2 separate regions of the Sus scrofa genome follow, and region 2 is linked to region 1. The links are chromatin contacts, called in public Hi-C maps. All regions are on one chromosome and are shown on one strand. The core of a region is the stretch at or near the end of the contact, and the rest is flanking DNA. Distances in the headings are between cores, read along the strand shown. Region 1 holds the start of NAPG (gamma-soluble NSF attachment protein). Region 2 holds the start of PPP4R1 (serine/threonine-protein phosphatase 4 regulatory subunit 1).

Region 1 (5,586 bases), core at 783-3,282:
CTCCCTCTGAAGCCAGGATCCCATCTACATTCCATTTCCATTGGGTTATTTAGCATGTTTCCTGCTTGCCTTCCACTGCCCATCCTTCCCCTGGCAGGTAAGCTCTAGAGGTGCCAGGCAGGGATTTCTGTCCCCTATGTTTGGGAGCCGTACTCCCCCAGCCTGGAGCAGTGTCTGGCATGGGGAGCACACTCCACAGGATTTGTTGTGTGAAGGCCAAAAGAGCAAACGGTAGCCACGAGGCTCTGAAATGCTTCTTCCCAGGAGCTCCCACTGTGGCTCAGTGGTAATGAACCCGACTAGTATCCATGAGGATGTGGGTTCAATCCCTGGCCTCACTCAGTGGGTTAAGGATTTGGCATTGCCATGAGCTGTGGTGTAGGTTGCATACATGCTTTGGATCCTCCGTTGCTGTGGCTGTGGTATAGGCCGGCAGCTGCAGCTCCAATGTGACCCCCAGCCTGGGAACTTCCACATGCTTTGGGTGTGGCTCTACAAAGCAAACAAAACCCCTAAATGCTTCCGTGTTGATGCTCAAATAAAACTAGGTTTAACATTTGTGCCCCCTCACAGATCACACATTCCATGACAGCAGGCATTATGTCCCAGTGGGATTCAGAACGCACTACCCCAAAGTACGGCTCCTTGGCATACTGAAGGGGTTCAGCTGGGGGAACCTGAGAAAGAGCAGGTGCAGGCAGGTTTGATTCCTCCCTTCTCCCATGAGACCCTGTAAGGGAGGAAAAAGTTCTCCTCAACCCTCTTAGGCCCCTGGCTGGGTCTGAACATGAAAGTGACAGACAGATTAATAGGAGGAAAGACTACAGATTCACTGAACAGAAGTTTTAGGTGATGTGGGAGCCTTAATAAAGAAATTATGACTGAAGGACCAGTTAGACTGTGGATTTTCTGCTGGGTTCCATGTGCCAAGGTGCCGTATTTGGGGACAGCGTTTCCCGAACCCCATATACCCTATGTGAGAGATGAGCTACCTGTACCTGGAGGACAGGAACACTCTGAAGACAGAGGTGCTGAAGGTGGTGAGAACAAAGGCCTTGCTAGTTTCCACAGGTCACTGTGCTGGGCTCCTGCCCTTGTCCCATCGTGTTTTCCCAGGACTTTCCAGCCTTTAGCACAGCAAGCATAAAAACACAGGAGTAACCACTTTTGCGGGTCTTCATTTCCTTATAAAGGCTCTCGTGTCGCACAAAACCTCTGTTAAATAAATGTGTGCTTTTCCCCCTGTTCCTCCATCTTGCCCAGTCTAGTTTACAGAGTCACACCTAGAGGGCCCAAGATGGTCCAGGAAGAGATTTCGCCCTTGGATGACTGGTCCAGTGAAATGCAGTTCAGGAACTTAGCTGCACCAGGGCCTCCTTGACATGTATGAGCACAGATTCCAGGGACGGGTCACGTTAGCATGTTGCTGCTTTGTTTTTCTCCAACCACTTTCAATTGCTCAGAGCAGTTCCAGTCCGTAGAGAACAGGGGCTTTTCCATACAAGGAGAAAGGAAGAGGGCCAGGGAGGCTGATGCACACGCAGAAGAGTAGTTACAATGATGGAACATGGAGCTTATAATGGGTAAACAGGGAGGTGTGAACAGGAGCAGAGGCCAGGAAGAGGTGGGAGTTCTGCTGAAGGTGAAAAATTATCAGAGCTAGAAGACAGCAAGAAATAAAGTGTCTGCTTGAAAGTGATGCGTCGGGGGCACAGTCACTAGTAATTAGTTACCCATGACTGGTAAGGTCGAGGGTGTGATCCTGGGGATGAGAGTATGAGCTAGTTGGGTGGAGACCAAGGAGCTGCAATGCTATCGCAGAATCACCTTGCAGGTGTTGAAACCCCACGAAATGTGAGTCGGACACGGAGTTACTGTTATTTCTGCCAGACCCTTGCTGGCGAACCTCGCTCCCGAACGTCACGGAGTGCTCACTTCTGAGCATCTGTCAGGGGTTACCTGACGGTGACCGACAGGCGGTAGGGGCGCACATGTAGTAAAAAATAAACGAGTCTATGCGGTCACGGATCGCAGTGCCAATGCGCTTTCAAGGGAGCGGGAAGCGAGATCCACGAGGGCCGGACTCGGTCTCTCGTTCTCCCTGGCGACCTGCCGGCACTAGGACAGTGTCTGACGCATAGTAGGTGTTCGACAAACCGGTGCTTGACGAACGAATGAATGAGAGAACCTCCCTCACTACCCACCACTGCTGCGCATGGAGACAAGCTAGCGGCCAGCTCGGGCGCTCTGCGCCTGCGCGGCGTTTCCTGCGCGGCTCCCGGGCCGCTTCGCCGCACTTGGTTTGAGCCCTGCAGGCCCCGGTGGAGCGGCAGCGGCGCCGTCCCGGCCTCCTCCTCGGCGTTCCCACGCCCACTCGGCGGGCTCTCGGCCTCCACGTCAGGGCCGCACCGCGGAGATGGCGGCGCAGAAGATAAACGAGGGACTGGAGCACCTCGCCAAAGCAGAGAAATAGTGAGTGAGAGGCCCAGCGCGGCCCAGGCCGGACGCCGGGGCCGGGCCCCTCCGAGAGCTGTCCGAGTTAGCATCGCGCGGGGGGCGCAGGGGCGGGCGAGCGGGGCTTGGGGGGGTGGGCGCTGGCCCGGAAGCGCTACCGTCGACCCGGAAGTTGTCGCGGCTCGGGTGATGGGGGCAGTGGGGGCTCTTTGGTACCCCGGAGCCCGGCAGTCTGGGGGCTCCCCCCACCTAGGCCGGTAGCCCCTCTTTTTCCTCAGTTAAGGTGTCCCCTGGTCCCTTGGAAGCTGGCAGAGTCGTAAGCAGGTCGTCACTAACTGAAGTTTAGAATTAAAGATGATGTTCATTGGGCAATTTGTAAGCACACCTAAGCTTGACAGTCACTAAACTGTAAGCCTGAAATTATTCTGAAATTAAAGTATTGCAGAAAGGGCAGGTTAGATAAGGATTCAATCGGATTGTACTTTGGTGTGGCGTTTGAGATGCCAAGTAATCCTGGAATCCTGGAAAGCAGCTTCTGTCTTCCAGTCGTCCTCGTCTTTCAGGTGGTCCTTCCTGTCCCCTGGTGGCTCATTGGAGTCTTTCTTGCTGACTCCCTCTGTCTCCCTGAGTGTCTTTTCTGTAGTCTTTCTGGCCTTTCTCTGCAGTCTTCCTGGCTTTTCTCTGCAGTCTTCCTAGAGAAACTTATGGGGCCCTTGGTGTGGCATCTGCTGATGACTCCTCGGTCATTCTCTGGCCTCTCCTGTGCTGCAGTCTCACAGGTCCCACTGCTTACTTATGTGCTTCAGCCCTTCTCAAGCTTTAATACTTCTCAGGGCTTTTTACACCCTGGATTGCCGCCGCTATTCCAGAGTGTCTGGTTCGGTAGAGCTGGGGCTCGCTCAGTGACTTACACTTTCTTGTACGCTGCCAGGTGGTGCTGCTCCTGCTAGTCTGGGGACCGTGCAGGAAGACCCTCCACTCTACTTGGACAGACATTTCAAAAGGGGGACAACTGTGTCTGTGACAATGGGAGGGGAAGGTAGTGAGGTTGTATGTGATTATCAGTAAGTTTCAATGGAGCTGAGTGAGATGGTGACTTTGTAGGGATGGTCCCCTCCCCCCCTTTTTAATGAGCCCATCAGAGCCTTTACAAGCAAGGTTCTTAGGAATGTGATTGGCCCATGGTCCCCTGCCCCCTTTAATGACCTATAAGGTGCTTACAAGCAGGGTTCTTACTTATGAACGAACATGGTTGGTAACTTGTGTTAATTGTGTCTTCTTTTCCTTTTAGCCTGAAAACTGGTTTTTTAAAATGGAAGCCAGATTATGACAGTGCTGCTTCTGAATATGGAAAAGCAGGTATGAGTGACTGTAGCCCAGTCCTTGTGGTGTGTAATCTTGACATGGGCTGCTCACTTCATCTCGGTATAATTCTTCCTCCTAACGCATCCTGTAGCATTTTAATTGTTTAAAAGACAAAACGAAACTGCCTGAATCCTTGCACTTGTCCACTTGTTTTCAGATGTCTTGAGTGTGAGCTGCAGATTCAGTGGCCTCTGCCTCTCCTGGGATGGCAGGATGGGAGCAGGGGATGCAGCTGCGCTTTTAGCATCCTTTATATGTTCTTGAACTTCATTCAGTTCATACTATCTCTGAGAGTTTTGTCATGTTCTTCTGCTACCTGTTATTTTGAAAGATTTTTTCTATTTCTCTTTTCCTTCCTTCTGTCCTTCCTTCCTTCTGCCTCACCCACAGCATAGGGGTTGAGTCGGAGCTACATCTGCCAGCCTATGCCACAGCCACAGCAATGTTGGATCTGAGCCACGTCTGCAGCCTACATCACAGCTCATGGCAATGCTGGATCCTTAACCCACTGAGCAAGGCCAGGGATCGAACCTGCATCCTCCTGGATCCTAGTCGGGTGTGTTAACTGCCGAGCCACAAAGGGAACTCCCTGAAGATTTTTCTCATTGACTTTTTAAAACATCTTAGCCTCATTCTCAGTAGAGCTGCATGCCGTGGCTTGGCTCTTGTTCTTTTTGACCCTTCCACGGAGGTGCACCGATGAATGTTTATGAAGTGTTACATTATAGGCATATATTAATATGTTTATATGCATGTAAGATAAAAATGATCTGGAATTTGCAACCAAAAGAGAATTATTAAAAACTTAGCATTTTAAGTTATGGGAGATAGCTTTCAGCATATCCGTGATTATTTGGGTATAAAGCATAATACAGTTTTGAAACACCCTGAACACATTTTACTGTGTTTCAGCAGTAGCCTTGATCACATTTGTTAGCCTCGCATTTAGTGTTAGTATGTCACCAAGAAAAAAGAAATCAGGTAAGATGACACTAATCAGCAATAACAGCATGTATTTCCCAGGTAATAAAGGAAAGGACGATAAATTAATCTTTAGCACTTCGATGTAATCCTGAGTAAATTATCTGTTACCTTATATGAATTACTGTACCTCCTATTTAGACGGAAAATGATTGCAGGTTCAAATTTTATATGGATCTTATGGACACCTTGTATAAGGACACTTGTGTGACTGGAGAGCAAGTCTCCAAGAGGGAAATTTAACACAGAATTGTTTTATATGCATCTGAGACTGTAAGCTGCTTTCAGAAATAAGTGTTTCACATTAGATTTTACTGTTAAGCATTCTTTGTTTATTTTCTTCAAGGAGATATGCAAGATACTTTTCATTAGTGGAATAAATTTTTCAAAAAGCAAAATATGGAAATTCAGAGATGAAAGTAGTTTGTCACTTATTTTCAACATTTTATTAAAGGTTATTTTAAGAGTGTGTTTTTTACAAATGTTTTCTTAAAGCAGTATCCTTTTTACTTATTTGTGAGCAGCACTTTGTAAGTTTTCCAAAATCTGTAAGATCATAAAGATTGTGCCAAAAAGATTTATAAAAATATTGAGTGTGTTTACTGGTCTTCAGTTTCAAAATAATTTAAAAGATAGAATAAGCTGTAACTAAAGCACTGTTTCTATTAGTAAATATAAAACCAGTGAAGTAAGTTTCTGTTTTTGTGACAGTGCCTGTTATTTGGGTGCTTTGCTTTGACTGATGTGATCTCAGTTTCTCAAAGCTTAGATGCTGGTGTTTCTCAA
Region 2 (5,840 bases), core at 3,335-5,834, 490 kb before region 1:
TATTTACAGAAAACAAAGTATATTCTCCCTTTTTCTTTTTTAAAGAAATCCCGTATGGGGATTTGTGAACCGAGGTATCGTTAACTGATTCTATACACACATGGGAAGCACTAAAACCACTTAAGCACCTTTTCTAAGATACCAACTACATTATCGCTAAATAAAGATTTCTTGTGTCCAGTCTTGTTGGCGGCCATCGAGAGGCGCTACAAGTCCCATGACTTGCCCTCCCAACTCCCCACGCACCAACACTCCAAGGGTTTCCGATGACACAGCCCCAGTGTTTCATGTCTCACTTCCCTGGATGGCAGGACTCTGAGAAACTTACAAACATGGTTTTCGAAGGCAGCCGAGGGCCCAGAGGCTCTCTGTAAGGACAGCAGTCTAGGCAGTTACATCCAATTAGTTCTGGATCCATCCTTAACTCACTACTTCAACACTGCCCTCAAACTCAGTATCGTGTAGAAGGGTCCCAAACTAAGAGGAAAAGTCCTGTGTGGTGGTGCATTCTATACCAGCTCCCAAGGCCCTTCCAGGGCATGCTGGTCACAGCTGACAGCAAAGTCAACACACACTAGAGCAGCTGCACACGCCCCAGCCCCACTGGAATCCCCTCCCGCAGCTTAGACCACAGCTCGGCAGCACGTGGGATTAATGGGCACCAGGCCGCCAGGCACACAGGACAGAGAGCACTGCACCAGCCAGGGCCACTCCACACTGTGAACTGGGCGACGTAAGAAAATACAACACTTAGGATCAGGAGGCCTAGCTTAAAATTCTGGCTAGTTCTTAGCAGTCTGTTGCCTAAGAGACCATTTTAGTCCCTCTGTGTGTCAGGCTGACGTTAATATCGGAGGTCCAGCTTCTCCACCTGACATGGCTCCTGGGAAGAACAATCCCTAAATGAAAGCAACGGAAACGTATGAAAACTAGGGGAAACCCTGAAAACTATGGTAAACCTACGAAAACTACCAAAGAAGTGTTTACGGCATCTATCTTTTCAGATAATCTTCAAATTATTATTTTTTCTTTTTAGGGCCGCACCCGTGGCATATAAAAGTTCCCAGGCTAAGGGTCGAATTGGAGCTGTAGCTGCTGGCCTACACCACAGGTCACAGCAACACCAAATCCTTAACCCACTGAGCAAGGCCAGGGATCGAACCTGTGTCCTCCTGGATACTAGTTGGATTCATTTCTGCCATGCCACAATGGGGACTCCTCAAAAAGTTAAATTTTAAATCAAACCCCTTCCATGCAATTCTTTTTATCAGCATTACCTTGTTAAATCTTACTTAAGCCCCATCTCAATGTATTCTAGAAATCTAGCAACTCAGATGTACATCAAGATGGCGTCCTTGAAAAACTGACAGCAGAAATCTAAATGAGAGCCTGTCGGTAACACTTCGGGCCTCCCATGGTCCCAGGAGCGGGCAGGGTTCCCCAAGCTCTGGAGTCACTCTGCTGAGATGGTGTGTCACCCGCCAGCTTTCACTCAGAAGTGCACCGTGTGTTTCTTCAGTGTTGGAAGGATCACTTTCTACCAAGAGGAGTGTACAGTTTTTCAGTGCATTATTCTCCTGCGCTTGATTTGAACAGTGCCTTACGACTGGGTCACTTACCTTTACGACCTGTGGAGAAGTACACATAAGGCACCACTTTTCACACTTTGGGGTTTTGTTCCTTTTTCTCCAAGAGTATCTGTCAAGTTCATCTCTGACCAACCCTTTTCTACCTACGTTTCTACTCACTCTGCACAGAGACTTAGGGGCTTAAACCCGACAAATGACCTGAGACCCTGATCAAGGTCTGGCAAGAACCCCCTTTTCCAGATCTAGGCCCACCCAGTCCTCCCTGGCCCCCAGCTGCTCAGCACTTGCACAAGGGTATTTACTCTCTTTTCAGTCTTAGTCCAAGTTCTGCATTTAGAAAAGGCAACCGAGATTCTGGAGCTTGAGCAGAAACAAGCTTTCTTGGCCTCCACCAGCTCGGCCAACACAGTGCAGTTGTGAGGGCAGCCCAGCCCACTCTCCCTAACATCCCAATGTCCCAGCTTCTCTTCTGGCTCTGGGTGTGACATATGACGAGCTTCCCATTTCCCTCCCTTCCCACCTCGCCTGGACCGAATGTCCCCCTCACCCATCCCAACATGACAGATGCCAACTGCTCCTTCAATTGGCCATATATTCGAAGATCCCCTGCTCCTGAACATCTTGGGTAATGTTATCACCTGTAAAAACTGTAGCAGCTTAGAAAAGTAAGCAATGATTCTAACCAACTACAAATATGCAAATAAATTATCTGTTCCTTCAAATGTCTCACGCTTTATCCTGAGTTAAAACACACCGGACAACACTGTAAATCAGCTACAAATGCATTAATACACCCACACACAACACCCCACTGGGTACTAATAGGACCTTAAAGAAGTTAACTGCGGAGTTCCCATTGTGGTGCAGTAGAAACAATCCAATTAGGAACCATGAGATTGCGGGTTCGATCCTTGGCCTCGCTCAGTGGGTTAAGGATCCAGTGTTGCCGTGAGTTGTGGTGTAGGTCGAAGACACGGCTCAGATCTGGCATGGCTGTGGCTATGGCCAGCAGCTGTACCTCCGATTAGACCCCTAGCCTGGGAACTTCCTTATGTGGAGGATATGGCCCTAAAAAGCGAAAAAAAAAAAGGGGGGGGGACAACAAACAAGCAATAGTCACCATCTACCAGCCACTATTCTAAGTGTTTTATATGCATTTATTTGTGCAAGGCTCTAAACAACCCTAGACTGTGGGTAATAGTAATTACACTAATCTAAAAACGGCAACATAAGGGCACAGGGAAGTTCAGTGAGTTGCCCGAGTCTGTCCAAAGGGGCGACATGAAGACTGGAGGAAAGCAGTCTGGCCTCTGAGCCGTCTAACAACTACTGTGCGAGCATGCCCCCACACCCTCATTATCACACTTGTATTAAAACTGCGTGTAAACCACTAGAGGGCATGGATTGTGACCATCCTGCCCACTGGTAGATCCTCAGTACCAAGCAGAACTCTGGAGGGTCATGAATAAATCATGGTTGAGTTCTTCACAGGTATGGCTTCTCTTCTAGGTTGCGTTCCCTAAGGGTCAAGGGCACAACTAACAGGACAGCTCACTTTTTAACCTTGACGAATGCATGGCACCTAAGTGGTAAGAAATGAGTGACAGCCCTTAACACCTGCTGAAGGAATGTGTTTTCTATTTACAAAACCTTGAACCTGAATATAAGCATGAGACGCCCCTGCCTCATCAGAGCCACGTCTTCAAGCCTAACTGTGCAAAAAACCAATAGCTACCTTAACATTTTAAGGTCACTAGGAGGGAGACAAGTGTCCTAGGGTAAAACATCACAGGAAATGTAAAAGTTGTCTTTAACTACCTGAGCGCTGCTCCCTTAAAAGAGCTCGTTACTTAAAAAAAAAAAAGTAAACTTATATTTTGCCAAAAATAAGTTTACATATGGTTCACTCACTTAAAAAAAAATACTCTTTTTAAGGAATCCTTCTAAAGAGTAAATCGCCCTCACTTCACTCAAAACACCCAGTCTTTAAAAATTGAGCTTATTTGTGGCAAGGGACACATTACACAATGCAAAAAAAGATTAACTACACGGCATTTAAAAGAGCTATTTCAAAGTGCAGCCACCTCTGTATTACTTACATCGACAGTAGCCACAGTAAATCTCAGCTCTGCCCGAACACACCACAAATTCTACCGCGGTTATCTCTGCAACTCAAGGACAATTTCCAAATTATTCTGTGTTCTCAGAAGAGCACACACGAAATGAACAAGTCCTTTCTGACGCTACTCTGGAAATGTCAAACTTTGTTTTGTTTTCCTTTCAGCCAAAGAATCGACTGTGAAAACTTGAGCATCTCCAAGAAAGCAGACATCTGAGTGTTCAAGAAGGCCTGGCGCCGTGCGAACCGCGCACCCTAGGAACGCGGCGGGGAAAGCGGCCCCTCCCGCCAGGCCACACCTTCCACCTTCCCGGCCCCCGGACCCCGGCGCCGGGAGACTGCGGGTCTCCGGCGTGCGGTGCCGCTCCGCGCGGGAGGCGCCCAGACCCTGTCCACGGTCCCAGCCCTCTGGCCCGGGAGGGGCCGCGGAGGCTCCCGGGCGCCCGCCTGCCCCGGCTTCCGCCCGCCGGTGCTCCCGCCCGGCCGCCGAGCCGCCCCCTCCGAGCCGGGCCGGGGACCGAGGGCCGGGGGCCGGGCGTCCCCACAGCCGCCGCCGCGCCGGGATCGGCCTCTGGACCCCACCGCCCGCCAGCCCCCCGCCCCGAGGCCGGCGCGCACTCACATCCGTCCGCGTCCTCCTGCAGGTCCTCCTGGAGCAGCGACAGGTCTGCGCCGAGGGAAAGAAGAAAGCCGTCAGCCCGCCGCCCGCCGCCCCCGGCCCGCGCCCCCCGCCCGCCGCCCCGCCGCGGGGCCCGTACCCGCCATCTTGCGGCGCCCCCTCCTCCGCCGTCGCCCGGGGACCGGGGCTACAGCGCGGCGCGCGCGGCGGCCGGTGGACGCGCGCGGGAGGCGGTGCCGCGGGGGCGCGCGGGGCGGGCCGAGCGCGGCGGGCGGACCCGGCCGCCCCTGCCCGCGCGCCGGCCCGCCTCCCGCCTGGCTCGCTCCCGGCCGCCCCGCCGGCGCGCTCTCGGCTCGGCCCGCCGCGGTACCGCGTGCGGTCGGGCGTCGTTGCCGCCGCCGGGGGCCCGCGCCGAGTGCTGGGCCGGGCGACCGGGGCGGGCGGGGCCTCGCGCCGCACGCTTTGTTGGGTCACGGCGCCGCCAGTTCGGTCGGCGGGGCTCAGCCCGGCCGCCACTCTATACACACACAGACACACACACACACACACCCCGCCCTGGCGGCTGCGCGCGCGGCCTCTGCTCCGGCCGAGACCGGGGCACTTCGGAGCCGGGAAGCGCGAACAAAGCCGCCGAGGGCCAGGCGCGGCGGGGCGGCTGGGCTCAGGCCGGTTCCGCCCCCTGGGCGGCGGGCGCGCGCGGGGCGGAAGTAAGGGCGATCCCCGACCTGGGGTTACTAGGATGAATGAGGGACAGCTGGGTCCGAGCGTAGGGTCCCTGACCTCCGCCGGTGCAGGAGGAAAGGCTTCTTTCTAGCTGTAGCTTTTATCCTGAAAGTGTTGAAACAATTTTGGTGGTATATGAGGTGCTGGAGTGAAACCTGTATCACAGGTTTTATTTTCCCTTGTTTTTACATGAGTTAAATGACGAGTACGACCTCTTCCACTCGAGGCCTCGGAAAGGCTCAGCTCCTGAGTGGGGAACAAAACAATGAGGCATCCTTACAGTTTTCGGAACAGGCCAGTTTAAAGTGATGCCACGTTGGGGGTCTGGACTCCTGGGGAGCAGAGAGAATTCCAAATGGTCTGCACTGTGGCCTTAACCAAGGGCACTATTACATTTAATGCCGTTAAAGACCCTCTGAAATTCATGATTCTGTGTAATAAAGTGGATTCTACTAGCTGTTCCAAAAACTTGCCTCGCAGATGCTACAAGATGGAATGCATGTTGCATAGTATATGTTAAGTTTCTGGGAGTAATAATAACTGGAATAGCACCTACGAGTCTAGTTGTGTGTCTTATTTTCTCAAATACAGAGTAATTAAAACTAAGAGCCAAACTGTCACGACCCATTTCTTCCCTGAGAGAAGGCCCTTCCCTGAATTCAGGTGACACTAATTCTCAAAATGACAAGGAGTTAGAAATTCACAGGCTATCAATTGACTCAGCCTGTAAGCATTTTGCCCAATGACACCTACCACTTTAACAATTCCGGGTGGAGGGGGGCAGGCACAG

Evidence for each region. Hi-C and Micro-C count contacts between places; a contact is called where the count stands out from the background.
Region 2: a contact with region 1 is called in a Hi-C map of epiblast stem cells, with 4 times the contacts expected there. The contact joins the promoter of PPP4R1 here to the promoter of NAPG in region 1. A contact is called at or near these places in 2 of 47 Hi-C or Micro-C datasets (embryonic fibroblasts and epiblast stem cells).

What each region holds. Positions count from the first base shown.
Region 1 is chr6:97,971,420-97,977,005 of Sscrofa11.1, reverse strand. It overlaps NAPG (gamma-soluble NSF attachment protein), which reads left to right and starts at 2,032. Exons shown (of 12, transcript XM_021096051.1): 1 at 2,032-2,472; 2 at 3,746-3,813. The coding sequence starts at 2,417. LOC106508392 (a long non-coding RNA gene) reads right to left here and starts at 2,239. Exons shown (of 3, transcript XR_002344996.1): 1 at 999-2,239.
Region 2 is chr6:98,461,577-98,467,416 of Sscrofa11.1, reverse strand. PPP4R1 (serine/threonine-protein phosphatase 4 regulatory subunit 1) reads right to left here and starts at 4,584. Exons shown (of 20, transcript XM_021096060.1): 1 at 4,467-4,584; 2 at 4,331-4,375. The coding sequence starts at 4,473.